Linked DNA regions of Gossypium raimondii: region 2 is linked to region 1. Evidence: chromatin contacts called from public Hi-C data. All regions are on one chromosome and are shown on one strand. The core of a region is the stretch at or near the end of the contact, and the rest is flanking DNA. Distances in the headings are between cores, read along the strand shown. Region 1 holds the start of LOC105796177 (probable ascorbate-specific transmembrane electron transporter 1). Region 2 holds the start of LOC105794329 (hypothetical protein).

The links. A called contact is a pair of places that touch in the nucleus more often than the background predicts.
Region 2: a contact with region 1 is called in a Hi-C map of leaf, with 2.7 times the contacts expected there. The contact joins the promoter of LOC105794329 here to the promoter of LOC105796177 in region 1. A contact is called at or near these places in 2 of 2 Hi-C or Micro-C datasets (both in leaf).

The regions. Positions count from the first base shown.
Region 1 is chr3:42,566,488-42,569,187 of ASM2569854v1, forward strand. It overlaps LOC105796177 (probable ascorbate-specific transmembrane electron transporter 1), which reads right to left and starts at 1,371. Exons shown (of 5, transcript XM_012625779.2): 1 at 1,278-1,371; 2 at 1,013-1,185; 3 at 803-851; 4 at 345-550; 5 at 10-267. The coding sequence starts at 1,323. The coding sequence ends at 10.
Region 2 is chr3:42,708,284-42,710,983 of ASM2569854v1, forward strand. It overlaps LOC105794329 (hypothetical protein), which reads left to right and starts at 1,361. Exons shown (of 8, transcript XM_012623462.2): 1 at 1,361-2,368. The coding sequence starts at 1,762.

The DNA of each region.
Region 1 (2,700 bases), core at 121-2,620:
GAACCATGACTAATATCTGGGGAGAACCACAGTGAGGGCAACAGCAACTGCAAATAGGAAAAGCAACAATCCTATAAAGTTGACAATGAGAGCTTCTTGGGAGCGAGTTAGGAATAACGAAAGGAACTTTTGAAGCAATCCCATCTCAGCTGTGCATATTGCTAAGAAGAAGATAAGTAAGCCACCAAAAGTGTGCCATGGCAGATAGGCTGCTCTTGAATATGATTCTGCACCTGGGAACACATACGAGAAGAATCCTAGCAAATACTGCAATACCAGATAGGGATGTTTTTGTTTTAAATTCCTAACTGAATTAGAATGAAATTGATTAAAATTTTAGGTACCTGTAAACCAAATAAGCATATGGTAATCATGCCTAGCCAAGAATGTAAGGTAACCATGTCAGGCATGTTGGTCTCATTATGGAATTTGAAGATTACAACAATCCCAAAGATCCCACAACCAAGAGCAATGGTTTGCAATGTTAGGTGGACTGCCTTTTGCACTTGTATGTCTCTTCTACTTGGGGTTGACTTGTATGCCATGATTGCTGTTTTATATATATGTTCAGTCATAACAATAATGCACATCACTTTTCAATCAGATTTCCTTATTTCAATAAAATTCATTAAAAGTTTTTCATATATTTGGTGGTCTTCAATGATACTCTAATATATAATCTGGAAATATATCGTACGGAACATTAGACATTCAAGAAAATGAAAGAGTAGAGCAACATAGACATAATGTTTGAATTAATTATGTTAATATACATGAAAAGCCACTGACAATTACTACTTACCTTCTCCAGCCATTAATATGAATCCAATCACCATTAGAAGTGGATGAAGCTGCAAATGAGAGGGGGGGGGAGCTGAAAGAGATTAAAATGTAGGCATAGAAGCAAACTGATCCATGCAAGAACAATAGGTCCTCCACATATCATATAGAAACAAAGATATGAAACAGTTTCTGAAGAAAGAGAAGGGATTCTCAACGCAAATGAACTCACATTGAAAATCTTTAACTTATTAGCAGATTCAGAAGCAAGGCCTTCCCGGAACTTGAGAAGCCAAACTAGCACAAGGGTTGTCACTGCTATAAACAACAAATGTCCAAATACTGTAACAGGGGTTGCAGAAATTTGGTAGCTTCTGCTCTTAGGCGCCATTGCATCTGCAGAACCTAGATGGAGAACTCAGTAGTCAGTAGTGTTATATAAAATCATTTGAGCCATTAACAAAGAGAGCTTTTGGTTTGATTGGGGAAGATACTACCAAACCGTCCAGCCGGCTGATTCAATGGTGACAACTCCAATAACATGAACAATATTGGGGCTAATTAAAGTATGTATGAGACTTAATGGTTTCAATTACCAATCATGCAGAGAACTTAGTAAGGCTTGCATTCGATTGTTTGTTTGTGGTTTGGGGTTATTGCGGAGAATAGGCAGCGTTTGGAGCCATAAGAAAAGCCAAAGGTGTTCATATCATAAATTTTACTAATGATTTAGTTCGTCCATTTCTAAAACTCAACTTGTGCGATTAGCTAAACTCTTCAAATATTTCTTGCATTTTAAATTAAAATAAAATACATTAATTTAAGTTTGTAAATAATTCCATAATATCTTGCCAAAGAGAAGTTTTTATGTAAAAGTAATAATAACTGTACTACTTAGTATTTACTTTTTTGCTAGTATATTTAAATAACTCTTTTATGTAATTTTAATGAGGGTGTAATATGATTATTTCTCATATATTGTAATTTTATATATAATTATAATAATACCAGTTTTCATTACCTATCTTTCTTTTTATACAAGCTTTCTTTTACCTATAAATCCTCCCAAACCCTTAAATCTTAAGTGAGATCAAACTCACATTCTGCACGTTGTTGCAATGCTAATTGAGTTTTTTTTTTATAGTTATAGTCATTTAAAATGACTAGTTATATTATTTTATAATAATATATGTATAAAACTTATTACGGGTCAAACATGTTTCATCTTCTTTTTTATAACCAAGAACTTGATCAACTTGTATTGATCCATATCACGACCTAAGCTTAAAACCTGAGTCTCGAACTCCCAGCAGCCCAGGAAGTTGTGATTGCCAAACTAGGCCTGGCTCTAGAAGATTGATGCTAAGCTCTTAGCCATTTTGGATCTATATTAGGACTAAAAAATGCCGTTAGTAATACTTGTTGCCAGCCAATAACCATTTTGACATAGGCCTCAAAGTTGACCCCAACCCACATAAAATGGGTCATTCTAAAGTTTCACTTAATATTCCTTCTCATTGCTCATTTGTCCGTAGCAAATCAAATCTGGGTTGTATCTTAAATTATCATATCTAAAACGGGGTCTGCAAAGTTACAATGCCTCGAAGAAGTTCCAGCCAATATGTTCAACGGATAATTAAGCACTGAAAACTAAAGCACAAAAGCATGGTTTTTATTTTTTCACTTGAATTTGAACCAGATTTGGAAATGGTTGGATTGAAACTTTTGACAAAGTTTCCTAGGTCTACAAAACACTTGTTGTGCAATAATGTTTGCTAACCTCATTCATTGCATTGCAGCAAACCAAACCCTATACTCACCACTCCACCCTACCTAAGCTAGCAGCTGTACTAAATAACTCAGCGACGAAAATCCCACTATTCACAAAAAAAAAAAAGAAAAAGGCAAGTCATGATTCTA
Region 2 (2,700 bases), core at 111-2,610, 140 kb after region 1:
AAACAGCGATGTCGCAATACCTATGCTAGCGGCATGGTTTCCATTCAATTTTGGGTCACCAACATGCTCCTACACCACTCAATCACTCATTAGGGTCCAAATGGCACCCTTAGCCAATTTAGGTCTCAAAATAGGACAAAATAAGCATAAAATGCTTGAAGAGCTTATTAAAGCTAAAGAACGAAAAATAAATGAAAACCATGAAAAAGACATTAAATTACTCGAGAATAAACTCATTAAGAGTGTCGAGGAGCCTAATTTGAGATATCAAATTACAACAGATCAATCTTACACGTGGTGAAAGCGAATTCTAGAATTCGTGTGTTTGTTACTAATATCCGCAATAAATATGATTACATTATACCTTATTACAAAGCATGAGTTGCAAAACAAAAAGTAATGAAAAAAATGTAGAACGAATAGGATAAATCGTATAATGATCTATGACAATGGTTAAACATACTAAATCAATAAATCTCAAGTACCATCATAAAAATATTCCATAAGATCATGGATGAATCTTTCCTCAAATTGTTTCCATTAAGTATCAATGTTGATTTTTTCTTTTTACAAACATGTACCGAAAAAATAAATTATTATTCAAAATTTAGATATATTTTGCTTTTCTTTGAAACCTGGAAAATCCTGTGGAGATCATTTTTCAGACTTTTGATCGAAGGTGTGAATTCTACAAATGTTCCACTTTATTTCTTCTCAATAATCCAATGATGGATTAGGGTTCTTTTAAACCATATCATTTTTGAAATGTTAGTAAAATAAGATAATGTAATTTGTGTTGTTGAGGATTATCCAAATTCGTTAACAACAAATTGTTTTTTGGAACATTTATTTTTCATTTCATCAGTTCTATTATATTAATTAATACATTAAATGAATGAATGCTTTTTAGGGGTTCAATTAATTTTTAAAAATGTTTAGTGGTTGCCTCCGCGCTTAAATCTAAAAATTAAGTGAAAATACATACTTTGAATTTCACACTATTGCTTGATGGTTAAGGGTATTCATTATCTCGGATGCGATTTGAGTTTGAATCGTTTGAATTTTACTCTGATATTATAATTCAAAAAAATTAAAATAAAAAAATTCTTTATATATAAAACATCAAAATAAACCTTTAACCATAAAATTTTAATATCCTTCAATTTGCGAATTATGAATAAAAACAAAATATTATGCATGTGTGATTCAGCTTCTTCGCACATTGTATACGTTCTTAAACCACTCTATTTAAATCTCAAAATATACATATAAATCATTGAAAAATAAAAAAAGTTTGGACTCCATTTAAGCCCACCCACATGCGTAACGAAGAAGCAATTTTTTTAGTTTTGTTTTTCCCTTTTCAACTTAAAATAATGAAAAAAATCAAACCCTAGATGTGTTTTTATTTTAAAAAAATTGAGCATTGACACTCCCCATCTTCACGTCACACTTTTCTTTTACTGTAACTTCACACGCCCATCACACAACAAAAGAAGAGCATTGCAAAGACTTAGCTTCCAGATCTGACTAAACTAGACCACCATTTTCTCCTTACTTTTTTTCTCATTCTAAATATTTTATTAGATCCAATTGGAATCGAAGATTAAAACTCAATTGCTCAATTTTCTTTCACTTAATTCTATCTTATTTTAAATTAATTTTTAGTGTTGGTTGGATTTTTGGGATTTGAATTAGTTAGATCTGAGTTGGGGGTATTTTAAATTTCTTTTTCCTCGATTGGTTAGGGAGTTTTTCTCAATGGCAATGCCATCGGGAAATGTAGTTTTATCTGATAAAATGCAGTTTGCTGCTCCTCCAGCTGCAGGAGCTGGCGGCGGCGGAGGTGGAGCTGCTGGAGGTGAGATCCACCAGCACCATCCTCGGCAATGGTTCCCCGATGAGCGTGATGGCTTCATCTATTGGTTGCGAGGGGAATTCGCCGCCGCCAATGCTATGATTGACTCTCTTTGTCAACATTTGCGTGAGGTTGGAGAAGTAGGGGAGTATGAAGCCGTGATTGCTTGCATTCAACAAAGGAGATCTAATTGGAACCCCGTGCTTCATATGCAGCAGTACTTTTCTGTTGCTGAGGTCTCCTACGCGCTTCAACAGGTCTCCTGGAGAAGGAGACAAAGGCCTTATGATCAAGGGAAACTTGGGGGCAAAGAGTACAAAAGATCTGGCTTTGGGTTTAAGGGGCATAGGTTAGAGGTGGCTAAAGAAATGCAGAATTCGGGCGTGGATAATGATGCGAATTTGACTGTTAACACAATTTCAGACAGAAACGATAGAAAGACTGAGAAACGTGATGACAATAAATCGGGTGGGGAGGATAAAGTTTCAGCAGTCTCGGAGGATATAAAAGGTAACTTTTGGTTTATGTTTCTTTCTTTATCTTTTTTATTTACGTTGTGTGAACATTAAATTTTTCAGTGAATGTTACCTTGTATTCTGTATCTTTTTATGTTTGGTTTTTGGTTTCTGATTGGGATGATTGAAAGTTGTATTTCTAAATGGGATTTTGGGTGTTGATTTTGTTGACTTATCAACTATTTCCTTGATTAAAAAGCTTGGTGTTGCCATATACATGTTTCTTTCTTGGATTAGACATATTATCCCAAACAAGAAATTGTTTATTTAATGTTTAAAACAAGCTTTCTTATTTGGAAATTGCTATCAGATTCTCTATTTCCCGCT